Linked DNA regions of Mus musculus: all the other regions are linked to region 3. A link is a contact called in public HiCAR-type and HiChIP or PLAC-seq data. All regions are on one chromosome and are shown on one strand. The core of a region is the stretch at or near the end of the contact, and the rest is flanking DNA. Distances in the headings are between cores, read along the strand shown. Region 1 has its middle 27 kb from the start of Gm31727. Region 2 has its middle 28 kb from the start of Gm31843. Region 3 holds the start of Plpbp (pyridoxal phosphate binding protein). Region 4 overlaps Gm31784 (a long non-coding RNA gene).

Region 1 (7,150 bases), core at 2,275-4,774, 800 kb after region 3:
AGCGTTCTAAGTTCAGCAACAGGTTGGAAGAACATTTGAAAGACCATCCTCGGGGAGTGGTACTAAGGAGTGAAGAAGAATGTACAAATGGTGAAGCCTGGCTACTCTCATAGCCAGGGCTCTGGAAACCTGTCTTGAAACTAAGAAAAAGAATGTTCTTTGTGTGTTTTCTGAGGACCTGAAGTTCTAACTTTGAGGGAGGTTTTCAAACCAATAACCACAGAAATCTTTCCCCCCAGGATAACCTTACGCCACTGCCTCATATATGCCACAGAAGAAAGCAGGGTTGGTCTGATGGAGGAGAGAGGGGTAGAGGGCATAGCCTTGGCTCCTCCTCTTTGCCTGTCACCTCAACAAGCCTTGCATACTTAGTAATGGAGTCCCCTAAGCAAAACCAGGAGGTCACTGCATCAGGGTCGTACTGGGTTCCTGTTAGGGGAGTGGAACCAGGTAAGAGTGGGGCTGAACGCCAACTTGTTACCTACAAGAGATGTGTTCCTGACATCTTAGCACATGTCTTCATCCCAGCAGGGAGAGGCAGGCAGGTTTCCGTGAGATCAAGGCCAGTCTGGTTTCCTGGTCTACAAAGTGAGTTCCAGTCCAGTAAGGGCTACACAGGGAAACCCACTCTACAAACAAACAAAGTTAAACTAAATATCTGAGATGTCACTAGTCTTCCTATGGCAGGTGGTTCCGGAGGGTACCGATGTCACTCAGTGTCAGAGTGTATGGAGCCTGGAAGTCTGTATGAGAAAGAATCACAGGAATGTTCTAGAAGAGAAGAGCTTCGGTCAGCAGTGATGTCATCATAGGGATGCTGTTAGAGCAAAAGAGCACAGGACCCTTAACTACAGTGCTTACCTTACTAGGAGCAATGAGGTCTTTGCCTTCCTGCCAACTCTCCACCAGAGCGTGCTCCAATGTGTGTGAAGAATAAAATAGTGTTAAGGAATCTAATATGACGTCACCTGAGTGCCGGGGAGCGGCTGGCTCATCTCCTTCCTACCGAATTTATTGGCTTATTCCAATTCACGTACGATGCAGCATATTGACGCATTGGAAGTTCCAAAACAGAGAAAAATTTAAATATATATGAAACATGGAGCTGAGAGCCTCAGGGTGGTTGCGGGTAGATGGACAGCTACTGGTCAGGAACAAGAAAGAGTCTGAGGTGCTCACACCTCGATTTGGAGAGTCTTTACCCAGAATGCAATGCGGCACTCCTTCCTAGTTGGCTGCACTGTCATTCCAGGCTTCCATAATGGGAGCCTGCTGGTTGCTTCCCCTGAAAGCCACTTTGTTTTCTAGGATAAACATCTGTTTGTCTGCTTTGGTGTAAGTCTCACTGGGCTTTGATATACCAAATTGTAAAGTGCCCAGTGAGCATATTCCTACATTCCTGAATCGGGTTAAACCACATGCCCAGGACTAAATCTTGAGAAAATGTTACTGAATCGATTCGACCTGTGTAAATTCTCCCGTCGTGCGTTCCCGCTTTGCCTTCAGTCTTTCTAAATAGTGAATCCCAGTGTGTGCTGTGGAACTCCACTAATATCCATACATGGCTCCTTTGCCTGTCTTTCTTCACACCATTTCTTGCTCCCAGAGTCCACTGTGTCTGTGAAAGTCTCATATGCACTCGTTTTCCAAAAATGTTAGTGGAAGATATGGTAGCTTCTTCTTCATTGCCTCCCAAGGCATTTCCAGGTTAAACATGTATCATGCAGGGCCTCAATTAAGGTGAATGCAAGGGAGACATCTGGGGCACGAAATTTAAGGATCCTGAGATGGAGACATAGATCCTCAGTGTCTGCACGATAGGTGATCACCTACCTCACCTTATTTCTGACACTGCTGTGGCCACAGAAAAGGAGAAGGCTGGCTCCAAGGCCAGCAATGGGCAGATAAACCAGCATCAGAAACTTGTGTAGCAGCCTTAGAATCCATGCCTGTTTTCTCTTAGTGAGAGTAGTGTGGTCGCTGGCTGCCTCCTCTCTCCTGGAACCCAGGCTGGTAGGGAAGGCAGATATGATTCCTGCACCCCGACACCCAGAGAGAACAGGCTCCACTAGATGATGTCACCAGTTGGGTAAAAGCCCGATGTGACATCTAGCCAAGCACTTAAGCTCTCTGGGCCCCATTCTGGTTCCTTAGGCCTTTTGACTGTGAATTCTCAAAAAGAACCTTGGGACATCAATTATGCATCATAAAGATCTCTCCCTTGAATTTTTACCCCCTTAAAACACGACTTACTCGGTTAAGTGTGGCTGGAGACTCATTGATATTTTATTTTCCCAACACATTCATTAAAGTCACGTGAAGTGCCTTCTGTAGACGCAGACGACAATAACAAGAATAAAAGATGATAAATGCAAATAAATGGCTTGATTGGGGGGTAGAAGAAAACCATGTGACCTGGCACTTTATCTTAGCAAAGGTACTTGAAGGTCTCATCCCAAATCTTTTTCCGAATTAGAAAAAAAAATTACATGGTGATTTTTCCTTGATATCTTCAGGAACTGACACTAGACGCTTCCATAGATGCTATAATTCTTGGATGATCAAGCCTCTTGTCATAAAATGCAGTAGTATTTGTATATAACCTATGCACATTCTCCCATTTAACATTATCTTAGATTATTTCTATTGCCTATAATGTAAATGCTATGTAAATAGCTATAATATCGTGGCTTAGAGGACAAAGATGAAAGCAGTCTGTACGTGTTCGGCATCAATGCACTTTTTCCATGAATACTTTCCATCAGCAGTTGGGCCAGTCCTTAGCTGTGAAACCTACCATACAGAGGGCCAGCTTCCTCCATGTCTTCTTTTTCATTCACACATGTGCATGCATGTGTGTGCACATGTCTATGCAATCGTGCATGCATGTATACTGCATGTGTAGCTTTACAAATGTGCATGAGTGCATGTGTGTGTGTGTAGGTGTGTGTGTGTGTGTGTGTGTGCGCGTGTGTGTTTTAAGTACTACTTCAAATGAATTATAAAAGAGGCAAACTTCTACTCGTTGTCACTGGCACCATCCTTAAGATAACCCCATGGTGTTAGTGCTTGGTTGACTGGGCTGATCTGACTAGCTAGGGAAGGTTCCCTACCTCCCTCATGGCTCCATGCGCATCCTTTCTGAATCTTCCCATTTGGTTGAAGAATTCTACCTTCCCTGATAGAGGAGGACCATTGTTTGTCAAGAGTATATGAATAGCTGTCTTCCTCTTCTAGGATTTCCAAGATCCTCTCTGGATAGGAGTACTTGTTTGTATCTTCACTGTGCTCCTCAGAAGAGAGAGAGAAAGAGAGAGACAGACAGAGAGAGAGAGACAGAGACAGAGAGAGGGAGGAAGTGAGCAGAGGGAGAGGGAATGAGAGAGAGAGAGAAAACACACACACCACCTAGAACCTCTCTCTCTGGAATGCCTCAGGCTTTTCTAAACTGTAGTCACTGGTACAGGAAAGAAAGAAGACAATCTTAAAGGTGCTATCAGCTGGTTGCCATGAGGAACAAGGAATGAGGAAACACTATTCAAGCAAGCAGAGTAAGAACGCCAAGGCAGGAATGAGTCAGCCTAAACAGAATGAACTAGGTTAAAACGTCCAATTTCCTATGACCTGCAATCCCCTGTATGATGTTCCTAGAATGGGTCAACATTACAGAGTTTAAGTGAGGAAGTGAGATTATCTGATAGACTTTGGTAAGCTACCCCTCTAGTGTCCGTGAGCAATAAACATGGTCAGGCAGGAAGAATGATGTAACTGCCACATTATCCCTAAACAATACCGTGACATCACTCCAGGAAATGAGGAAAGCACTTACACAGCTTGGCCAAGACAGCATTCTGACCACCAGCATCCTCTTCTAAACTCAAGCCCTTTTTAGGGTAACACTCATCCCTCTATTAAAGTGCAAGATACCTCTCCCTCCCTACTGAATCCAACCAAGAAAGGACTCAGAGTACCTGACGTTCAGAGTCCATTGTTAATTGTGCATGGAAACCCTCTCATCAGCAGAAGGGACTTCTAAGTGTCTGAAGAAGTAGATGCTGACAGACAACAGCAACTGAATAATTTCCATCCAACCTCTCTTCCTTTGAAAAGCCATGGTTAATTTGAATAAATGTCAGACCATGGCCCGGATATGCTTTACCAGTGTCAATATTTTTGCTACCTAATAGTACACAGCATTACACCTGAAATTTTCCAGGGTGGCAGGGTGTTATTACAAAAGATTGCTTAATTGTAGATTGCTACTGTACATTTAAATTTCAGTAGCAAATTAAGTTGTCAGACTTAATTACCGTTATATATTTAGATTATGCCACAGATTATTTAGTTCACTACTTAGGTTTGCCAACCTGTTCCCCTTGCAGTGTGACAGGGTAGTAATTAGAGAATTACGGGAAACCATTCAAGCTTCCCATAGACATGTCCAGGAGGCCTGGTGCTCTTACAGATCCCTTGGAGAGTCTTCTTTTCTGTCCCCACAGCCCCAACATCGGAATGAATCTCTCCGGAAGAGTTGTGGAGCATCCCAGATGGATTTCTACGCTTTTCTCTATCTCTGGGACACTGCCTTAATACACTCCGGGACTCAAATACTTTCCATTCCTTCTCCTCTAGCTATTAGTAGCCCTCTGACATTCGTGAAGCACTTTGTATTAGCTCTGCCTTGAAGAACAGCCCAAAAGTGTGGGTGCTGAGTTAGGCTAGCTGCTAAGCGGGGATGCATTGAATAGATGGCTCTTGTCACCAAAGCCTAGATGACTCCCTTACCTCTTTGTCCTAAGAACTTTGCATTTTCCCATCCTAGCAAAAACTACAAGGAGTTGATGGGAATATATTTCGTTTTCCCAACATTACTCACTGGCAATCACAGAGATCTGTGTCGTGCCTGTGACATCTGGTTCCTCAATCCCATACAAGGTAGAGGAGCTGCGGTCAGCAGTCACGTGATCTGACAACCCAGCTCTAGACCCTGGTACCAAACATCAGTCATCCCCAACAAAACCAAGGTGTAGGTATTTTCCCATTTGTTGGTGAGAAGAAAAACCACAATTTTGCAGTGGGAATTACTCTCCGATACACTTTAGGTGTGGTCAAACAGCTGGAAGCTCTTGGGGAGTCCAACTGGTAGATTTGTTTGCTTCGACTCCATAGGAACTGGTTACCCATCTAATGGGGTTAGTTATTAAATCAAATGCTTAAGAGGAATAGAGAAGGGGCAAAGAGAGGGTTTCCACCTTGAACAGACCCTGCTTCTCTCTCAATATGTTCTTCTAATCTAAAGCCAAGGTGGGGCAGGGCGGGGCAGTCGTTAGTCTATAGGTTTGAAGGAAACTTGAAGATAATCTTCTGTAACTCACATATTGAAAGCATCCTAAGGAGGAAAACAAAACAAAACAAAACAAAAAAAGCTATAGGCTTCTTCTCCAGGAGCTGGCCTGGTAAATGGATGGAACTAGAAAAGATCATATTGAGTAACCCAGATCCAGGAAGACAAATGTGGCATGTTCTTTCTCCTTGGAGGTTCCTAGCTCCAAATCGTCAGATGTGAGGACAGATCCTGCCCATAACTTTAGAAACTAAACAAGTGAAAGGGGAGCATGGGGTAGGTGGGTGGGGAAGAGACATATCAGGATACAAGTGATTAGGTTGGGGAAACAGAGAAAAGGGGGACTCCAATTAGGGAGAAGGATGGAGAAAGGAGGGATGTCTGAAAAAGTCATAAGTAATCGTACTATTAACTATTTACCTAACAAAGCATGCAGTACATGTAAGTTTGTATATAAACATAAAAACATATTTAAATAAATTTTTCTCATCTAGGTTGACAGCGTTCCTTCCAAGAGCCAAACACCGTCTACCAAAAATCAGGGTTTTAATTTGATTTGTAATTCCAGAGGAAATGGTTGCAGGTGATATTCCCACCATCGTATTACCAGAGTTGGAAAGCCTCAGAAGACAGCTGGCCCAACCCATGTTCATAAAAAAATTACTCCTGGGGGATTTAATATCTTTCCTCATCTCATCCTTCCTAGGCTCTTCTCCTCCGGAGTTGTTCTGGCACTACCGGCATCTGGGCATGGAAGATTATCTCCAGGGACTGGGTGTTGGGGGTAGCCATGATAGTTTCAGTGTCCACCACAATCAGGCTGCTCAATGGCTTGTAAGGGGTGGCTAAGATGACACACATATAGCACTGCTCTCTGTTGACCGCATGCACATCTCCAGTATAAAGTGCAGAAGCCGAAGGAGAGAATTCCAGGTTGTGACAGGATTGCCAGTCAGATGGGTAGATATGAGATCATGGTTTATGGTGGTCGGTCTTGGTGGGTGATGCAGTTATTGAGCTAAAGCTTCCCTACTGATTTGTCTTTAAAACATACTTTCCAGATGTCTGCGACATTTCTCCTGAATAATCATTAGTATCTTGCTGAGAATTGAAATTTGGATGAGGTTGGATGATGAGACAAAGAAGAATGAGATTAGAGGATTAGAAGAGCATGTGTGGTGTGTGCGTGTGTGTGTATCTCATCATATATTGTATATATCATGTCTATCATGCATATCATATATATATATCATATCTATGCACATCATATGTACCATATATCACAGGTATCATAGATATTATATACACTTAGTCTTTAGCTCTTTTCTATGAGCTTCTTACCCACACTATCACATCTGACTTCCCCTTCCCCATTTGACTCAATCTTATTAGTAGTCTACTCCACATATGTTCTCCAGGATGACTAGTATTAAAATGCAAGTTTCTTTCCTTTGGTAGAGAAAGGATAGGGCAGGTCTCATTTTCAGGATGCTTTTAGTCTAGAGTTGGTAATTCCTAATACCAGGTAACTCTGGATATTTTGGCCACTTTAATTCCTTTATTTTTATGGGCTAAAATTAGGGGGAAATGGATTAGGGAATTTTATGGGGAGTTTTTCGAAAGAAAATGCAATTTTTTAGATCTGAAAGATATTCCTTACACAACACTGACAGTACTATTTCATAAAAATTCAAATGTTTTGGTGCATTTCACAGTACCTGTAATGGGCTTTTCATCCTGGAAATGGTGCATAGATTGCAGTTTAAACCTATGTAAGTTAGATATAAATAAAATGTCAACTAGAAT
Region 2 (6,646 bases), core at 3,985-6,484, 690 kb after region 3:
AGAGAAACGTCCTGGGTGCTTAGCACTAGGGGATTATTCAGCGCTGGGCACAAGAGAGGACGAGGGGGTTCATGAGAGAGCTAAAGGTTTTGTTTACTTCCTGACAGGAAGACTTTGGTTTTTAAGGGAGGGGCTCATGTGAGTAAATAAGAGTTCATTATTAAGTTGACCCAAGAATGCCTTTACCTTGCAACGATGATGCTGAAGCTGGGGCATCCAGGGTCATTGGCCTTACGCACACACACACACACACACACACACACACCCCGGCTGGAGGATCCTGGACCATGGTTCACTTTCCTCACCTCAGGCTGGGACTCAAGAGTGATCATTTCAAATCTTAGCTGAGCTGTGTGGCAAGCCTCCCGGCTCTATGCCCCAGGGAGGTCGCATGAGTTGTTCAAGCCTTGCACAGTGAATCTGACCAGAGAGAGCTGTTTTGTGCCCGTGTTCCGGAGGAGTTCATCCTGCCTTTCATGGCCAATCTCTTCCACCATTTCCCAAAAATGTGCTCTGTGAAGTAACGCCTAGTTGATGGCACTTAAATAAATTTAAGGCAACGTGGGAAGGAAAGAAAGGATGAAGAGAGAAAAAGCGAGGGGAAAGGAAAGCAAAAGTTTGGGAGAAAGAAAGAGGAAAAGAATGTTGATTTTTTTTCCCATGGGAGAACTTGAAAGAGCTTGGGTTATACATTAAGTAGGTTTGACTTCTTTCATCTTCTTCTCTTATAATAGTTTTTAAATATCTGGAGCTGAAGATTCGAATGTCACCTATACCTTTGCAGTTCTCAACTACCAGGGAAAATATCTTCTTTCAGAATGAACAGTAGTCTAGAGGCATGAGTCCTGGGTTCAACAGCAGGTCTGTGATGGCCCTGTGAGCCTCCTTAAGTCTAACAGTTCATCTCTATAGATCTTAGTTACCTCATATGTTAAATGATGGTGTAGACTCAGTGACCTTTGTGGTTCCGTTGATCCTCTGGCTCTTTGTTTCCGAATCCTACTCAGGGGGGGTTGCTATCAAGTGCTCTAGATTTAGACTTGACTCTTAAAGGTTATTCTAATCAGACCCAGTATCCCAATGGGATATAAGAATCCTTCCTAATTAATAGTTTCAGATGAAATAAACAAAACGTAATTGGAAAAGTGGTTGCTCCCCAGGTGCTTATACTTCATAAATAAGGAAAACAAAGATGCTTTGAATGGCCTACATTACAGCTTGTCTTTCCTGCTCCACATTATAACCTCTGATCTGGGTGCTCTGTGTGACGTTGTCCTTCAGACAGGTTGTCCTCCAGACACCTGGCAAGGTGAGATCATGATCTCAGTCCCTTTCAGCAGAGGATGCTACGTTAGGTTGAGCTCACAGACACTGTGATTTGCCTGTGAACTGCCTCCGCAGACACATAAGCTGAATACATGGTCTCCAGCTAGTGGTGCTTTTAGCAGAGGGTATGGAAACTCTAGTAGGTGGGGCCTCCATAGAGGAAGTTGGACACTGGGGGTGGGTCCTTGGGGTATCTTATTTCTGGCCTCTTCCTGTTGTGTGCACCACTTGCTATCCACCAAGAAGGGAGGAATAGTCTCTGTGGACCATTCCTCCATGTTTTCCTTCCTTGGTCGACTGAGGATTCTGAAGTGACAGTGGTTAGTTTTCTGATTTCTGTGACAAAATGCCTGATAGGAACTGCTAGAAGGAGAAGACTTTATTTTTGACTCAGGTTTGAAAGGATGGAGTCTATCACAGTGGGAAAACTTGGAGGTGTAAGCATGGGTGGGGTGGAGCAGGGGGCAGGGTGCTCATACTACAACCTGCTGCTGAGCTGACATCTTCTGCTGTCCTTTTGTGTTCAGCCAGGGACCTCCAGCCATGGCACAGTGCCCTCTCATTTAAAATGAGTTCTCCCCTCCAGGAATTAAATATTTTTAGAAATTCCTCCAAGGACATACCCAAAAGTATACCTCTTATACATATGGATCCTCCAAATCCATTCAAGTTGACGATGATTATTAATCACCATAGAAACCATGGACTAAACAAATTACTCCTCCCTTAAGGTTATTTCTGTTGAGTTTCTTTTTCAGTCACAAGGATGAAAAGCTAATTACTACAGCAGAAAACAAGCAAAGAGACCAGTTGTCCCTGGCTGTGGAAAACGCCCATCCAAATGAATAAATGTCCTATGGTGGTTGCTTGTGTACCTGTCCAAGCATCAGGTTCTGTGAGACAAAGGATTTTACTTGTCTCTCCTCCCCCCCCCCCAGGACCCATGGCAGTGTAGTAAGGAGCTTTGGGGAGCTTCTGTCCAATCTTCATACTTCCTACTGGTATTTTCAGAAAGAGTTGTCCTCTTAGTTATCTGGAAGGCTCTGGACTAAAAATTTTCCACTTCTGCATCCTCTTTGCCTAAAAAAGAGAATGGTGGGGGGAGAGGCGTTTCAGCCCTTCCTGTCATGGAGAAAGCTAGAGTTGCCCAGGTAACTTTGCTCTTAGTTCTTATGTTCATCCAGAGCCCCCGGAGCTCTGCCCCCCCCCTTCATCTCCAGCTGGTTCCCTGTGCACTGGAGGATCCAGCGAGAGAGGTGGCATCTGCTGACCCTCAGTCATTAATCAAGCTGCCTGCACCAGAGTCACTTCACAGCCAGGGATGCAGCTTCTTGGCTCCTGGGAGCTGCCTAACAAAATGACAAGAGGCAGGAGTTTATTTGCTATCGCAGGAGTTCCTGGGAGGAAAGGGAAGGTGGTAGTGGGTGACAGCTGGACCAATGTGGGAAGAAATGGGGGCAGAGCAATGTTGTAGATGCTGGGGATTTGGGAGGGGGCATCTACAAGCCACTTTTACTGATGGGCTAAAATCCATTGCTTTCTATAAATGTGTATTTACATTACAGTATGTTGAGTTGAAGCTGGCTTAGAGTCTGTCCCATCAGTTTAAGTTTGCCTTAGGCCACAGGGTGATCGCTACCTCATAGTCCTAAATTCAGCTTGCTTATGGTGTTGGGACCTTTGAACCTCAGAAGTTGGGAGTGGGTATCTTGATTTTTTTTTTCCTGCCAAATACCAGTTGGACTCTCCTGCAGGACCAAATTGAATCCTTCACAGTGTTTGGACACGCAGAAGAAAGTTGCCTGGGTCCTCAGATCAGCTAAAACAAACAAACAAACAAACAAACAAAATTCCCAATATTCCTTTCTTAAGGGAACAAATTTACCTCCTAAAACTTGTAACAGTTTTATAGGATTGGAACCTTCCTGGCTCTTACCCTCCCACCCCGGGGGGGGGGGGGGGAGGCCTCAGTTTTGCTCCCCATCCACCAACTCTGCTCACTAAGCCTTTGTTCTGCAAGTTGACATCTTCTGAGTCAAATCGAGTGGGAGCTAGGGACACAGCTGTGGAAGAGTGTAGCAGGCGGTCTCTGAGCCAACCTTTGCAGTTCTTGATGGACCAACAAACAGAAGAGAGTGGCATGGTTTAGGGCACATCATACCAAGAAACCCATCGGCAATTATTCAAGGGCTTTGATGGGTCAGTCAGCCATGACTTCCTTCCTTCTCCACCATGAATGTTTGTGAGTTTGTCCAGCTCCCTGGACTCCCCCCTTCTTGGAAATGAGATAGCTTTCTTTTTCTGGACTGTTGTTGTCTGGGAAAACTGTGGCCCAGTTTCATCTTGGAAGGCGTCTGGGTGGGAATTAAAGGCTTTGTGATTGCTTCATTCCAGTAGAGGCCTTGGGTAGAGAAGCCTAAACAAACAAACAAAAAGAAAGAAAACATGCCATTTCAGCAAGGAGAGAGAACGCAGCAGGCAAGTGTGTTTGAGAGATATGTCAAATATGTTTATGGCAACTTCCTTACAGCATTTTATTATAATTTACTCAAGGAGAGAAAAGACATCCTTTATCAATGCACTTAGTAAATGCTGGTTATTGTTGCTCAAGGGGCTTCTAAGTTAAGAATGATGCAGACCAGACCCTCATAGCTCCTCCTCTATTCATCCCCACCCCATAGGAGTTTCAGATGAGAACAATACCCAGTTAAATAACTAAGATAATTTTCTGGTAAGAAGCGTTACTTGAGGGCAGCCCTTGTCTCAGATATTTTTTCCTTCCTTATCATCATAAAAAAAAATTGGTTTTATATTGTGTTTTACAACCAACAAAGACCATTTCGCATCTGTCTGTCACACTCCCTACAAAAACCTGGTTGGAGCCACCAAAAATAGCACCATGGCTTTACAGATGGAACAGTGGACAAAACTACGAAGGGACATCTATAAAGCCACCTTTCAAGTAAATCATCGAGCTTGAACTTAGCCAGGTCTTCCTCCTCAAAGTGTAGTGTGATTTCCTCCTCCGTCATCCCCCTTCTTCATAGCAGAGCAATATAAAACCAGCTGGCTCCACTGAGAGGGGCCAGGGGTGGGGAGGGACAGACACTGCAGGCAGGGCTGATCTGGAGCAGCCTTCGGCCAAGAGTGAGTTTTCTACAAGAGCGGAAAAGTTTCTTAAGTGGCCTTTGGCTTCGAAGAGGCTCTGCTTCATCTCTCTTTGACATGGTCCCTGGGAAGAGGGGAGCTGGGGTGGAAAGGATGGGGAATGTAGGGAAGGCTGTCATTTCCATGTTGTCTGTTATCCATCCACACAACCCCTGGGGACCTATTTTCAGACTTGTCTGCTTGCCCAGAAAGGGGCAGGGCCCAAGTTTCACAGAAATTAGAAGCACACAGGTCCTCGGCGACAGAAACAATGATGAAGAGATGCACGCTGATTCAAACCAGTGCCTCCGACACTCGGGGGCAAGAAGAGCCCAGGCTTTTATTATTTTTATTTTCCGCTTAAAAGCAAAGACACCACCCCCCGCCCTAATTGGAATCAGAGCTTCAGAGAATGTTAGAATTGCAGTGAATTTCAGACATGACGATCCAGATGCTTCATTTCATAAAGGGCCGAAAGGCGGAAGAGCTTGGCTAAAGCTGTAGAGCAATCTAGTTGAGTCCCGGAGCAGGGCGGAGCCACATCCCTCTGGCTCCTGACACAGCGCTCTCCCTGCCCCCTTCAGAAGGTTTTCTGAGTGGGCGACAGCCCGGGTGGAGGAGAGGTTGCGCTGCTTGGAGCTTGTGACTCTCTCATCCATGCTGGCAAACACCTTCTTGAAGTGTCTGGCAGCCTGCTCCGGTGTTCACTGCGGAGTGAAGGCAGTAAATCAGGGCTTGCCCAGGGACAGCAGCCTCAGCAATGGCGTGTGCATCTGAGCACTGCAAGACTCCCGGGAAGGAGAGCTCTCTCCCTCTGCAACTATATCATACCTTTTACAAAAAGTCACTTTGAGGTCACTGGGTTTTTTTTGTCCAGTATTTCAATACATTAAATGCAATTACTTCATTGTTGATTTACCTGTCATTACAGGCATGTGTTTGAACATGATTTATTGAGTGAGTTTTGTGCCAGTTGACTTGCGATAGATTGCACAATATTCAAAGGGGCTCATTTGCTTGGCGTTACATTAGAGGCACGATGATTGCAACACAAAGCAATGTAAATGAATTCTGAGAGGCTCCATCATTCATGTTGTCATGTACTGAATCCTATTATTATTTATTACCATAATTGTACTGTGTTTCCTGGGGCGATAAATTAGGAATGATGGGCCCCGCTGACAGTCAAGGGCTGGACTCGCTCTATATAATTTAATAGGGATACTGTAGGGTCTGTGTGTTTGGAGGAGATTTGGGTAATGGTTAAAAAAAGAAAAAAAAAAAGAAATGATTTTTTTTTTTTTACAAAAAGTATAAAAGCTTTCCAAGTTTATTTTTCCCCCTTCCTCTTTCTTTAATGCCTTGGCTACGTTTAAAGTCCCAATAAAAGCTAAAGTAAAAGAAACGTTCTGTCTTCTAGCATGAGATGTTTAAAACTCACTACCTCCAGACACAGTCCAATCCCCGTGGGGTTCTGACAGGTGGTATTAACCCTTGCACCAACAGGGCATCCTGGGGCATGAAGAATCTAGAATTGCCAGGACTTCAATGGCCAGGATGAGGGAGATCACATTAACCTTGCACAAAATTGACTCTAACAGAGCTCCGGGCACTTCATCTTATCTGGTAGGGTGGTGTTTCTGTAGAAGTCAAACCATGCTGGTCAGAACATCAGAGTTGGTACAAAATTGCTGAAGAGGATGGAAGAGGGTTGGGGGAGCCTTGGGAGAGCCTTAGCAGAGCGTGTCACGAAAAACGAGCAGTAGGGGAGACCTGAGAGGACACCCACCTCAAGCCTGTTGAACCTTTGGTGAGGAAACTGCCAAATAGAGAGGATAGACAGCCAACAGACAAACAGCTGCTAGAAATGCCCTGTCTTGCCCAGTTACAGTTTAGATACAAAATGCCCCCCCCCCCGGGGAGCACATCTGATGGACACTTGACCCCTAGCAACTGGTGGTATTTTGAGATGTTCTAGACACTTTAGGAAATGAGCCCTAGCTACAGGAAGTAGGTCATGGGGTCAGATCCTTAGGGCTTCCACCCAGTCCCTTCCTGTGACGAAGAGGTCCCTCTGCTGCATTCTCCTACCACTGCGATATTCCGCCAAAGCACATAAGACCACATAACTGTGAGCCAGAAAGCTCCCCCTTCTTCCCCTCTGGTGAGTTGT
Region 3 (6,932 bases), core at 3,778-6,277:
CAGATTCCTGCCGTGGCTTCTTTCACTGCTGTGGAAGTATAAGCCGAATAAGCCCTTTCTTCCCAAGTTAAGTTGCTTTTGTTCATTGTCTTTAGTACAGCAACAAAACTAACAGGGACCCCAGTGCAAACATGTGCTGTGATCTGGGGCTGGAGTTTTACCTGTAGGCCTGTGCACCACATTTGTGCCTGGTACTTAAGGAGGCCAAAGAGGCTTTTGGATCCCTGAAACTCCAGTTAGAAAGAGATGTGAGCCGACATAAGCATGCTGGGTAGCCAAACCCAGAAAGTGCTCTTAACTTCAGAGCCGTCTCTCCAGGCCTTTATTTTTATTTTATTGAGACAGGGTCTATGTAGCTCTGGCTGGCCTGAAACTGTGTAGACCAGTGGCCTCTTATTAGAGATCTGCCTGCCCTTGTCTCCAGAGTGCTAGGATTAGAGTTGTGTGTCACCATGCCCAGAGAAGAAATGAAAACAAGCAAGCAGAGAACTCTGCAACAGGAAAACAAGGAATGGGAGAGGAGAGGATAGAGTTGAAAAAAGAATGGTCTGAATTTTTGCCTTATTTTTTATCACACTTATTTATTAACCCTGGGTGCTGGGAATTCTGGCTTGTGCCACCACATCTGCACAGCAGCATATTTGTAATACTCCCAAACTAGAAGTAACCTAGATGTTCGTCAGTGTGAGTGGAAACACTGTGCTATGTAAATACAGTGCAATAGTACAGAATAGGAAGATGGAAGGACCGCGTACCGAGATAAAGGTCAGCCCTGGGTCAGGATAGAAAGAAGGAAGACCTTTTCTTTTCTAACTCCACTTACACAAAGTCTGAACTATGGGGATGACAGCGGCGGCACAGACAAGGAACGTTTGAGCAGGATGACAGGAAGGAGCCTCTGGGGACAAGATGATGGGATAGATGCCTGCTATTTTAATTACTGTACCAGTTCACAGTTGTAATCCTCTGTCAAAACTGATCAAGTCAGACACTTTCAGTCTGTGTCATTTATTGTAGTTAGATAAGCTTTTTTCAATTTTACCCTGACAAAGCTGTTAAGAAAAATAAATGCCAGGGGAGGCAAGATGGTTCAGTGTGGAAAGGTGCCTGCGGCCAAGCCTGACAACCCAAGTTCTATCCCTGGGACCCACATAATGAGAAGAAAGACCCAACTCCTCCATGTTGCTCTAACCTCTATACACACAATCTGCCTCTCCCTATGCCTTTCTCCCCACCAAAAAAACCCATACAGTTTCTTACATTTTGATACCTTGAGAGGAGTAAGTATGGTTACTTGAGAACCTCACACATCACACAGTCAAATCTTTCTGTGACTAGTAATTATTTTTATGGTGCTGGGGACCGAGCGAGGGCCTTGTAAATGAGGAGCAAGCACTCTGCTGCTGAGCTACACCCTCCAGTCCCCACACTTCATTCTTACTATTTCACGATGTTTTATTTGAAGAAATCCCGCCACACAAATGGTGAGCTGGGGGTGTTCTCAAAGCTGCTTACTTAGACGGTGGTGTAAGCCATACAATCACAGAGAAGGCCTGGCTTTGTGCTGAGAGTTTTGCCTTACCCATCAGTTTGTTGACGTTTTGTTTCTGTAAATGACCAATGAAGTGCCACTTGATCTCGGGACAGGAAGACAGAATCTGAAGAGAAGAAGGGGACCGTTTGATAGCGATGTCATGGCGGCTCTGTCAGTTCAGATGTCCTTCACTTCTGTGCTCTCCTGGGAATGATAAACTGCCACCCCTCTCTTCGGCCAATCTCCCACTGAGACACAAGGAAACGCAGAGGCATCTAAGCCTGGCGCTGGTTCCCTTCTCATTCCCATCAATTCACTGTCATTTTCAGAAATAATCCATGAAAGGCATAAATGATTTATGTCCTCAAAGCTGCATCCCATACCCTTTGGTTTATGCTTTCAAATCTCCAAGGATTTTCCTAAAATCACTATTCACTAACAGCCACACAAGAGAATATTAATAGAAGTTGAAATTTAGGGCGCAGTGGAAATACAGACGGCTTCTATCCCTAGCCCAGCTTTCTGTTCTAAAATTCCACCCTCAACATAGGTGTAACTTTCAGCTAAGAGCTAAGGCTTCTAAACAAAAGCAACACTTCTTATGTCTAACGTACCTTAGGGTTTGATGCTTTTTCTAGTAGTTCCTGAACCTAAAGAGCAAAGAACAGAACGAGTCAGAAGCCTGGTAGTCACTACTCTCCCAACAGTTCTTTTTTTTTTCTTTTTTTCTTTCTTTTCTTGGTTTTTCGAGACAGGGTTTCTCTGTATAGCCCTGGCTGTTCTGGAACTCGCTTTGTAGACCAGGCTGGCCTTGAACTCAGAAATCTGCCTGCCTCTGCCTCCCAAGTGCTTGGATTAAAGGTGTGCGCCACCACCGCCCAGCCCAACAGTTCTTTATAAGAGGAATCTTACATAGTTCTCTCCAAAAGTGCGCTGGCCGTGGCCATAGGCCTCGATCACCATGTCTGCAGGTTTTGTTTTGCTGACCGCAACGAGCCGGGGTTGGATGGCTGGGAGGTCCTGCCAAGAGAGAAGGAGCCACATGAGTGAATGTGTGGAATCTTGTCCCAGTTAGATACACATTGTAGAGCCAGGTCGTGGTAGCAAACACCTTTAATCCCAGCACTCAGGAGGCAGAGACAGGCAAATCTCTGAGTTCCAAGGCCAGCAAGGCCTACAAAGTGAGTTCCAGAACATCCCAGTGGTATACAGAGAAACCCTGCATTACAAAACAAACAAACAAACAAACAAACAAAACAAACAAACAAACACCACCACTACCAACATAACACACATTGTAAAATAGACCGGCCTAGATCTCAGCTTGGCACTAATAAGATCCACTCTCCTTTTTTCTTTTTGGTACTGAATATAGAGCCCTGGAGTTTGGGCACATGAGACAGGTGCTACACCACGGAGCTCCAACCCTGCCTGCGGATTTCCTTTGCATGTCAATCAGTGCTGGAGGTTTAAGGGTTTGCAGTGAGTAAGATGGCTTGGTGGGAAAATGGTAGCTAAGTAGGCATGAGGGCCTTAGTTTAGACTCCAATATTCATATAAAAAGCAAGTTTTGTACCCCTTGTCTGTCATCCCAGTGGCAGGGTGGGGATGGGGGCAAGACAGGTGGATCCTTGGGGCTGGCTGTCTGGCTAGCTCCAGATGCAGGGTGTCAAAGCATAAAGTGGAGGGCGATAGAGAAAGATGCCTGACATCAACCTCTGGCTTCCACGTGTGCACTCATGGCATGTGCACTTGCACATATGAGTATACCGTGTACACAAACACATGTACTTGTACATGCATGCATATAACACACAGGCACTTGTACATACATGCACATAACACATATATATATACACACACTTATATATACATGCACATAACACACATGCACTTGTACATACATGCATATAACACATATTCACACATACTTGTACATACATAAATGTAACACACACACAAATTTTTTATCAAGGATACAGTAACAGTGGCATAAGGTCTGCTTAGCATTTGTGAGGTTCTGAGTTGTATCCTTAGCACCAAAAAAACCCATACAAACAAAGTAAAACAAAACCCAGCAGCATCCTTCATGAAGGGAAGGCAACATCCTGTTTAGCAGGGAGGTCACTTCTGGCTTCTGATACACGAAGGTAAATAGTTTAGAAACTCATTTTGGTCCTGATGTAATTATTAATAACGCTTCCACTCACCCTGGAAGAGGCTCAATTGAGATAAAGACATACACTGCCTTGTTCAGTCTATGAATCAACCAACAGTCAGCAGAGTTGACAACGAGACACCCACAACTCAGTGTTCAGGATTAGATTCACGCAAAGTCTCCTCACATCCATTACATAAAATGAAGGGTTTCCCTGCTTTCCTTACGTCTACCCCACCGTTTCTGAGACTGTCACAGAACCACAGTGCTCTCAAGGACTTGGAGACGTCACATCAATTACCACACGGTCTCCTGCTGCCTCCTTCTGAGGGACTGACTGTGTCTAATTCCTAGTGTGATGATGAACTAACTGGAGGCTTCCAGAGACAAATCGGTCAAGCAGGCCTAACTCCCGAGGCGGGCTGCATTAGGGAAATCCCGAGAACTCCGGTACCAGGAAGGTGGTAGGAACTCCCAAGGCTCTCTTAATTTCCTTCCCCTGTGAGGAACCCTAGCTAGGGCTAGAGTAGTTAACTGGACATGCCCAGACATCAGGTAAGAGAAGACTATGTTAATTCAGCCTTCGGTTTTCAGGCATCATTTTGAAATCTCAGACCATGAACACTAGATCAGAAAGGAAAGGTGTTTGATTTTTTTTTTTTTTCTGTCTCACTTCACATAACGTAGCTTAATTTGCATGGAGAAAAGCAGATACTGGCACCGGTCTAGAAGTCCAATGGGGGACATAACAACCATACGAAAATAACAAACGCTTGTGACAGGGCACCTGACAGCTCCCGCCCGCTCTGTGTGTGTCAAGTTCACGCGCAGCTAGACCACGGCTCGCGGCCGCCGCAACGCACGTGATCGCGGGTGGACACGGCCCTCCCAGGGCTCTAGTACCGTGGTGACGAATGGCGTGGTGGTACCGAGGGCAATGACGAATGGCGAGACGCCTGGATACGAGTCACTTGCCCTAAATGAACACCTTTCTCCAACCAAGCCAACCTCCCGGCAAGTCCCGATCCTCAAGGCCAGACCGACCGCCATGGAAACCCAGCGATCCCCTCTGCAGCCCCCGCCCCTCCGGGAGCCCCTTCTGCGTCACCGTGACACCTCGTCCCACGTAGGTGTCCCCCTTCCAGCCCTCCCCAGTGCCCTTCCGCCGGTCCTCACCCGCGGCCGCCGCGCCACACTCTGCTGGACTCGCTCGTTCACGGCCCGCAGCGCGAACCCGACTCCCAGCTCCGCCGTCATGCTGCCACCTCTCAACATTCCCAAGAGGATGCCCGGAGGACCCGCGACTCACCGAGCCCACCTTCCGGTCCCGCCCCCTTCCTGAGAGGTCCAATCGCCGCTCACCATCCAGCCACTTCCCCAGCGGAGGTTGGCCACCCAGGCGGGCGCCATCTTGGGGAAGGCGGAGGTTACCCGGACTGAAAGCCTCCTAGGGAGTTCAAGGGCTGGGCGGGCCGGTATAAACCAAGACATTAAAGTAACTTTCATTCATCCGTTCCGTTCCTTTCCTTTTTCCTTTCTTCTTTTCCTTTCCCTTCCCTCCCCTCTCCTTCCCATTTTTAAATTTCTTTCGAGACAGGGCTTCTCTGTGTCCTGGCTGTCCTGGAACTCATTCTCTAGATCAGGGTGGCCTTGAAATCCCAAGTGCTGGGTCTAAAGGCGTGTGCCACCACTGCCCAGCTATTATTTCTTTTTTAAAATATTTATTTTATGTGCGTTGATTTGTTTTGTCCTCATGTATGTATGTGCATGCACCGTCGTATCTGTGGTGCCATGGCCAGGAGAGTTTTGGATCTCGACCTGATGGTTGTGAGCCATCATGTGTGCTGGGGACAGAATTCTGGTCCTTTGCAAGAGCAACAGGTGCACTTGACTACTGATCCATCTCTCCAGCCCCCTTTTAATTTAAATATTTTTATTTATATTTTTGTTGTGTGGGTGTTTCCCCTGAACGTTAAGTCTGTGAACTGCCACAGAGGTCAGAGGAGGGCATAGAACTCTCTGGAACTGATGAGTGGATAGATGGGTGCTGGGTTCTGAACCTCTATAAGAGCAGTAAGTGCTCTCTCTCCATTCCCAGACTTTAGGAGTAATGATATTGAAGGTAAATGCCTCTTCATATACTGCTGTCACCACAGTGAAAAAAACCCCAAAACCTGAAAGGGCCCAGAAGGCTGTTACAGAGTGAGCCTAATGAGAAGCTGGCTGTGGAGCTGCAGTTGGGAAGTACTAGTCAGGAATAAGTGGGTCAAGTTTAAAGGGTTCGTGAAGGCTGGGATGGACGTGAAGTCAAAGAGATGCTCTGCTTCAAAAAATTGAAGGTGATAAGACAGGTCAGGGGTCAGAGGCGCTTGCTGTCCAAAGTCATATGGTGGAAGGAGAAAGCAGACTCCTGCAGATCTCCACATGAATGCCAGGGTGTCTGAGCATGTGCGCATGCACAAGGATGTATACATACATATGTACACAGATGTAAAAATGAGACCTATAAATACTACAGATTTAGGGTGGGGCCTCTATCTATCTATCTATCTATCTATCTATCTATCTATCTATCTATCTACCTACCTACCTACCTACCTACCTACCTACCTATCTGCACATATACATAAACACACACAGAACCTACTACTACTGTTTTGCTAAATGGACATGGCAGCAAACTGTCTTCAGAATATTTATATCCACAGGTTAGTGCTGACCTCAGCCTTGGATAAAGAAGCTGTTTGTGTTACAATGGATAATGATTAACAGAGTCACAACTGGTCAAAGTGCTCAAAATAAATGACTATTGAACCCTATCAGAGCATCTGTGCTACCTCCTTCAAGGTTCAAAGAACCTCTTGGAAGAGGGGGGGGATATGGAAAAAAACAAAACAAAACTAAGAGCCAGAGGGTAGTAGGGAGGTGTAGTGTGAACTGCTATATCTCCTGTGCCCATTACCAACGGCGACAGCTGTGGTCACCTGTGCAGGACTGGGGCTGTGAATGAGGCGGGAGCTCCTGAGGATCGTGGGACAGCTGTGCTTACTGAGGAAGGGGAGCCATATTTCTCAGTGGTGTTGCTACTAGAAAGTTGCCCTTGCCTAAATAACTCACAGCTCAGGCTTATGCAAGCAACCCTACTTAAAAGAAAAATAAAACGTAGGGGAACAGGATGATGTGCCAGAGGGGTGATATCTAGGGAAGGCTGCCCCCTTTTCATAGGAAGGGGGAAGGAAG
Region 4 (7,011 bases), core at 2,248-4,747, 740 kb after region 3:
AGGGCTTTGGAAATAATGTAGAAACTAGGACTTGAAATGAACTTCCCTTCCTGCTATTCTTGGTGTTTAGTCCAATGTGCTCACTCTGGCATTTTTTTTTCTGTTGACCTTGCTTAGCGCCTCTGCTCTGGGACTTCGTAGCGTGTGATGGATGACCTCCACTTAAACAAACCAAAACAGGCACGCTCAAAGGCCAGGCCGGTGCAAAAGCTGTTCATTTTACAAAGTAAGTGATTTCCCCACAAGTTGCCTGGAAATTGCTTCTTGCGGCTTATCTTTTGAAGGAGGCGGCCACCGGCTGCCGACCCAGCTCCCAGATTATTCACCGTGTGGTGATATTCCTCAACCGTCACAAATGCTGATTTCCGTGCTCTGCTGAGGCCCCCTCAGTGCGGCATCCAAATCCAGGAACATGTTGCAGAAACCTGAGGCTCAAAGAGCCATTTGTAGCATGGAAATCCTTTTATAATTGTAAAGCTTTGCACACATCTGTTTCGTGACCTCTCCCTGGGACTTTTGTGCACTGTCAACTGTTTCCACATCTGCCCTTCCGTCCTGAGAGGTCCTTTACCATAATTTTCTTCTTGCCAGAACACTAGCTGATGTCTCGGCTTTCACATACCGAATTTTCATAAAGTAGGGCTCATTTACATTCTAACGTTGGCTTCGGCATGATGTTTCACAAGTAAATTCCAGGGCATTATAGACAGGTGTTTGTTTGCTTCTGTTGCAGCGTAGGGATAGATTCCAGGGCATCCTACAAAAAAGTATTCAGCTACCGAGCTATAGACACCCTCAGCCTTTTGAGCGTTTACACTGAGGTGAGTTCAAATGAATCAGATCGTTCTGTTTAATTTGATCTTCTAATTTATTTTATTTTTAAATTATACCTTAATATAAAAACAATACACAGTCAAGGTAAGTGTGATTCCCTCTGTAGGTAACTACCCAGGGTCAGTACTGCTGAATCTTTTATGTGCCCTTTAGGAAATGAATTTAAATAAACACGTGTGTCATTTAAAAAAATGGATTTTTTTTTTGCACACCCCCCGAGGCAACATGTCTTTCCTCATCAGCCTGCACGCGTTTATGCTTTTCACCTTGCGAGAGGTGGATACTTTGGGGGGAGCTGCTTCTGATTTCTCTCCTGTTGCTCTCTGTTGTGAAGAATTGCAGGTGCTCGCTTCAGTGTCACACATGTGCAGATCCCTAGTGCCGTGAATCCAGGAGGAGCGACGTTACATCTGTAGGAAAGATGCAGTCGTGGGGAGCTATGTCTGGAATGGGATGGGCTTTTGGATGGTTCCAGTGGGAGGAGACAGACAGTACCTTGAGACACTGTCTTAGATCTACATAATTCCCTCAGCTTGCCCTGATGTTTCCAGCCTGTCCTTTGAAAGGATCGATGCTAGGCCAGGGGGCAACATGCATACCCAAAATGCCACCTTCTCTTTGCTACTTGGCTGTCTGTGAACACCAATAGAAGGACCAAATACTCTACACTGTACGTGCATGATCTCAAGTGCCACCGGCTGGCCAAGTGTCAGTCACACTTCACAAAGACAGAACTCAGAGAGGTTAAGTAATTGGCCTGAAGGCTTGATCCCCACAACCAGGCAAAGCCTTAACTGACCCCTTCTAGAATCCATCCCTTTTCTGCAACACTACTTCAGTTTCTGGATTGACAGTGTGCTTTTTCAATTAAAAATGGAAACTTGGTGAGGATAGACATGCTGGAAAAAAATAAGAAAGGCACCATAAGAAAGGTCAGCTGAAAGAACAATATCAACCAATCAGACCCCCACCCCAGAGCTCCCAGGGACTAAACTACCAACCAAGGAGTACACATGGAGGGATCCATGGCTCCAGACACATATGCAGCAGATGATGGCCTTGTCAGGCATCAATGGGAAGAGAGGCCCCTGGTCCTATGAAGACTTGATAGATGCCCCAGTGTAGGGGAATCAAGGGCAGGGAGGTAGGAGTGCATGGGTAGGTGGAAGAATACCCTCATAGAAGCAGGGGGAGGGAGGATGGGGTGGGGGTTTCTGGGGGGGGGACTGGGAAAGGGGATAACATTTGAAATGTGAATAAAGAAAATATCCAATAAAAGAAAGGGAGAGAGAGAGAGAGAGAGAGAGAGAGAGAGAGAGAGAGAAGAGAGAAAGAAAGAGAAAAGAAGAAAGAAAGAAAGAAAGAAAGAAAGAAAGAAAGAAAGAAAGAAAGAAAGAGAGAGAGAGAGAGAGAGAGAGAGGGAGGGAGGGAGGGAGGGAGGGAGGGAGGGAGGGAGGGAGGGAGGGAGGGAGAGAGAGAGAGAGAAAGAGAGAGAGAGAAAGAAAGAAAGAAAGAAAGAAAGAAAGAAAGAAAGAAAGAAAGAAAGAAAGAAAGAAAGAAAGAAAGAAAGATCCCCTGGGCTTAGGACATGTTGGTCAGGCTTTGAAGCCCAATCATGATGCTTGCTACCTCTGAATGTGTAAGACCAGAAACAAAGTAAGACAGAGACGCGATCAAACAAGCCCACGGTAGAAAGGAAGTCTAGAAGCCATGGAGAGCCTTGATACATAGAGTTTTAGTTTTAGCGTGTCTTTGAGGTTTGTTTGCTTTGTTTTTTTTTTTTTAATGGAAAACTCTTGAGACACGGTTCAGATTAAAATGGAGATTGGTAAACACAAGAGACTCATCTTCGCAACCTGAGTGAGGTGACAGTCCCCTGCCTGGTTTTGATTTATCCAATTCTAGTGTGTCCTTAGCGTTTAACTGCTGGGGCTGTTTGTCAAGAGAATGTGGTCTTATTTTAATATCCAAGGGAGGCACATACTGCTGTAATGTCATAACTCATGAAACAGCCCGGGATATTTTTCTCAAGAAAGCAAGACGCACATATGCACAAAATCTATGTGGACAGGTTGATTGTGTGCAAGCACAGCCCCTCCGGCTGGAGACGGCACATCCCTATTCCTGCTGCAGAGTTGCTCTGCTTCCTGAAGAACCAGTAGAATGACAAGGCCTCCGTACAGTCAGTGTCAGTGCGTGAACATCAGAGACCCAGCAAGTGCAGTCACAACTGGGAGGGCATCCGGCTGCAGCACCTGACCTTCCTTAGCAGCTCCAGGACGATCGTGGGCAAGCCCAACAGTGAATAAACTAATCAAGCCATTGAAGGAAACAGAAGCCCTCTGCCCTGTTTGATTTCTTCCTATAATGATATAAAGTGCAGCTTAATGAAGTCAAAGGGTCCTGGGCCTCTTGGTGCGTCCAGGCCTTTGGAGGCAGCAGTATTGAGTCCGCTTGTGGTGTGCATGACCCAGTTACTGCTGCCCACCCCGGCCGGTGGGCCCTGCTCGCAAGCGGTATTGTAGCTAGGACTTTGTGGGGGCAGTTCTGGTTGCTATGGCCCCGCCTGCATTTTGTCTACATAAATTAGACCTTGTGCAGCATATTGGCCTGTCAGGGGACTAGGAGGAAACTGTATATTGTTTCTGGCATCCCCGAGCCCTTCTGCCCCTGACATCTGCTGTGCCTGTGACAGGGAATACATTCTTGACTCATTATCCGAGCAAGTAGAATCCCACCCTGACAGGACCATTAATCAGAATCAAGCAGTCCAGCAGAGAGAGAGAGAGAGAGAGAGAGAGAGAGAGAGAGAGAGAGAGAACATGTAAAGAAGTGAGACACTTTCTAACTTTGGCTTTGGTGTCATTCGGGGGTCTGGACAACTAGCAATCCATCTTTCTGAGTGACAGCCCTGATGGATGGCATTATTTATGCTTTTGTGTATTAAAAGACAGCTCTGGCACCAGTTTGTCATTTTCACAGAGGTTTACAAAAAAGTTGAGATTTAATTTGGAGGAAAAGGAGGGCAGAGATCAGAGGAGGCTGGTGAGCTGACAGTCTGTGAAGACAAGAGAGGGACCAAGGGCATCTGAGTGTGAGGATCGGCACGGGTGAGGGCAGACGCTTCGAGGTGCACAGGGGGCGTGGAGGTAGCTGCTGCTGCCTCTCTTGTGTGTGCCTAGGTTAGGGATACCAGAGGTTTCCACATTAAGTTAAGGATATGTTAATCACTGTATTGAGATGGGTTGTTGTCGTTGTTGTTAAAACAATGAAAATGGAAACATGTATTTGATTATTTAAGACCTAGATGCTGCACACGTGTGAAGGAACAATGATGATTATTTTCATGACCAGAGCATTGCCTAATGTTGCAAATTCATAAGTATAACCAGTAATAATAACTAGGCATAACAAGTATTTAATAACAAGCAGAGGTAGTGGTCTTCACATTGATTGAACTACTTCTGTGGGCTTGTGAATGTGTATTGATAGGACTAAGGGTATTAGTCATAGGCACGGATTGCACAGTAAACATTCCTCATGCTCTGTCCTTCTGATATAGAGAAGGACACAGTGGGGAGAAGAAAGTAGACAGCGAGGATACATCAGCAATGCACGTGTATAACCTCTACTTGCAACTCTCTGCTTTCAAATGAACTTCCACTCCTGTAGACATCTGCTTTGGGCCCCCACAACCAGAGTGCATCATTTGCTTTAAGTTAATAACATGGAGGGAAGAAGACTTTCTAGTCCTTGGTTTGCTCTTTTTTTTTTTTTATCCTTGCCATAATGACATCATCCTAGCCTCTTCTTGAGGATCTGCTGTAGCATCACACCATTTCCTGTCAAGGCAGCGAAGTCCGGCCCCTTTCTTGCTCATCAGCTCTGGAGGAGATTTTGCCTGCGCACCAAGCATCAAGCTCTAGCCCCAACCAACCATTCTTCCTCCTTTCTGGGACTCTCCTCCATTTCCTGAAAGGGGTATGTGGGATTTGATTTAGCAGTCTGTTTTTCTCTGCAACCCCATAGGTGTACTCAGCTAAAGAGGCTAGGTGATCATTAATAAAAACCTAAGAATATGCACGTGACACAGCAGCAGACTAAAATATATCCTGTAACAGACTATTCCAAGTCAGGGTGGGATTAGTCTTAAAGAGTGAAAGGGCAAACGTTCGCGGTGGCATCACACGGTCTTTGCCAGGATGAATCCAATGTCCAGATTAACAGAGTTAGGCCAAGAGGTAGCCAAGTGAAGAAGTTGATGTCAGCTTCCAAAAGAAGCAAAAGAAGCCTGACAAAGAATTTTCTTAGAAATACTGCTAGGATCTCATGTCAGAGTTGAGATCTCCTTAGCCACCTCATTGACTGGCTTTGTCATCAGACAGTGCTAGGCTCTAATGTCAGTTCCATCTCTGTCAGCCTTTCAAGTGTCAGTGTTCTTATCAATTAAAAAGGATAGTTATAATTACTCGTCCAAGTTCCGAAGATTAAACATGATGACATATGTAAATTGCATCACAAAAAAAAAAAAATTCTGGCGCATATAGATGCTCAAAGAACATCTCAGCCTTACAGGATCCACAGGTTTAAAAAGAAAAAAGAAAATCCCTGCTAAGGTTTTTCAAAACTATCATTAGTTCTCCATGCCTACCCAAGGAAACAGACCTTTGAAAAATACCTTGATCTTTCATTTATTTGCATAAAGTGCCATGTAGAGAGTTATAGACTATGTCTCAATTTAAGACTAGAAGATCAAGTATTGGAAGAGCTGAGGAGAAAAGAAGGCCCTTAGGGTGAATATAAAAACCAAAGACACAGTCGAGATTTTTCCTCTGTCAGAAAGCTCCTACTCTTGTTATTCACAGGTCACTCTGGGAGGGATGGACGAAACAGCTCAGATAGACCGAGTATGGAGCACAGTCCTCAGTATCCTTCAAGGGATTAGAAACCTGCTCTCTAGGACAGTGAATAGTGTGGGGGTGCCCTGCAGATGCTTAGGTCTAACTGTCCCAGGCACCTCTGTTTCCTTATATCTGGAGTTGATCATATCCGTTTCAGAAGGCCATCGGATTTCAGTCTTGCATGGAAGGTATCGACCCCATAGCAGTAGTGGGATGCAGGGCATCTACTGTTAGCACCATAGCGTGGTGCTTTGGGAAACATGGTTGCACAAAAGAATTCAGCAATGGCACAGCGGAGTTGGGGGGACTCTGCTCTAATGTCCTGTAAGAAAATCTTAGTATATATTGGATTTATTCTCACATACTTTCTCTGCAACCAAGTATTCTAGTTTGAGCGCACTAAAAGTTTCAGTCTCTCTCAACAAGAGAAAGAGACAGTGAGTATGCCCTGGGGAGAGAGAATAGACATCAAGTAGACCAGATAATATCAGGAGTAGAGGGCACGTGTGCTGTTTTACAAGAAAATGGAATAGAGACAAATCAAACTCGTCCCTGGGTTTCCAGTATTATGCTCACAGCAATTTGGGAGGTACGGCTCGAGAAAGGACAGGGTCAGGTCAGCCTGTTCTCCTGTGGACTTGAGTGCTATGTCACTTGTTCCAGTGCAGATGTCCAAATCCTCCTTCATCTCTAGCTCTATGGTGGGACTCACAGGGAGAGAGGGCCCCAGAAGTAGGCAGCCAATAAGTCTGAGTCACTCTAGACGATATTTGAACATCTGGATGTAAGAACAACCATGGTGGGCGTGGGGTGGAGACGAGGACTGGAGAGATGGCTCAGCAATTAGGAACACTGACTGCTCTGCCAGAGGTCCTGAGTTCAATTCCCAGTGAACACTTGGTGACTCACAATCCTCTGTAATGGGATCTGATGCCCTCTTCTGGTGTGTCTGAAGACAGCTACGGTGTACTCCTATACAGAAAACAAATAATTCTAGAAAAAGAAGAGGAGGAGGAGGAAGAAGAGGAAGAGGAAAAGGGAGAAAGAGGAGAAGGAGGAGGAGGAGGGAGAAGAGGAGGAGGAAGAAGAAGAGGAAGAGGAAAAGGGAGAGAGAGGAGGAGGAGGGAGAGGAGGAGGAGGGAGAAGAGGAGGAGGAAGAGAAGGAGAAAAAGGAGGAGGAAGAGGAGGAGGAGGAGAAGGAAGCTGCCGTCACAGGGTGGAGGAAGGAAAGTCTCTCTTTGTATCCACATTAGAAGGTAGTAATTAAAAGGCATTG

The links. HiCAR-type assays count read pairs that join an accessible place to other places. HiChIP or PLAC-seq counts read pairs in DNA pulled down with a chosen protein or histone mark.
Region 1: an H3K4me3 HiChIP or PLAC-seq map of bone marrow-derived macrophages shows a contact between it and region 3, with 7 times the contacts expected there. The contact joins the enhancer-like site here to the promoter of Plpbp in region 3. A contact is called at or near these places in 5 of 115 datasets of contacts at active chromatin or transcription factors (bone marrow-derived macrophages, embryonic forebrain, fibro-adipogenic progenitors and 2 more).
Region 2: an H3K27ac HiChIP or PLAC-seq map of acute myeloid leukemia shows a contact between it and region 3, with 9 times the contacts expected there. The contact joins the enhancer-like site here to the promoter of Plpbp in region 3. A contact is called at or near these places in 1 of 39 promoter capture datasets (hippocampal neurons), 11 of 115 datasets of contacts at active chromatin or transcription factors (the SCID.adh cell line, acute myeloid leukemia, bone marrow-derived macrophages and 6 more) and 1 of 9 other capture datasets (adipose tissue).
Region 4: a HiCAR-type map of astrocytes shows a contact between it and region 3, with 3 times the contacts expected there. The contact joins the enhancer-like site here to the promoter of Plpbp in region 3. A contact is called at or near these places in 1 of 39 promoter capture datasets (liver) and 6 of 115 datasets of contacts at active chromatin or transcription factors (astrocytes, bone marrow-derived macrophages, embryonic midbrain and 3 more).

The regions. Positions count from the first base shown.
Region 1 is chr8:26,236,330-26,243,479 of GRCm38.p6, reverse strand. No RefSeq gene overlaps it. Among named protein-coding and RNA genes, the nearest start is that of Gm31727, 27 kb to the left of the region's middle. Within about 2 kb of position 3,524, at least 45 of the 459 cell types and tissues checked have an H3K27ac peak or open chromatin away from gene starts, as enhancers often do. A contact at or near this core is called in bone marrow-derived macrophages, where this site is marked.
Region 2 is chr8:26,350,694-26,357,339 of GRCm38.p6, reverse strand. No RefSeq gene overlaps it. Among named protein-coding and RNA genes, the nearest start is that of Gm31843, 28 kb to the left of the region's middle. Within about 2 kb of position 5,234, at least 87 of the 459 cell types and tissues checked have an H3K27ac peak or open chromatin away from gene starts, as enhancers often do. A contact at or near this core is called in acute myeloid leukemia, adipose tissue, craniofacial prominence and 1 more, where this site is marked.
Region 3 is chr8:27,040,650-27,047,581 of GRCm38.p6, reverse strand. It overlaps Plpbp (pyridoxal phosphate binding protein), which reads right to left and starts at 5,027. Exons shown (of 8, transcript NM_054057.4): 1 at 4,869-5,027; 2 at 2,447-2,554; 3 at 2,149-2,184; 4 at 1,583-1,658. The coding sequence starts at 4,967.
Region 4 is chr8:26,301,692-26,308,702 of GRCm38.p6, reverse strand. Gm31784 (a long non-coding RNA gene) reads left to right here. Exons shown (of 4, transcript XR_378835.3): 3 at 118-226. Among named protein-coding and RNA genes, the nearest start is that of Gm31784, 7.3 kb to the left of the region's middle. Within about 2 kb of position 3,497, at least 21 of the 459 cell types and tissues checked have an H3K27ac peak or open chromatin away from gene starts, as enhancers often do.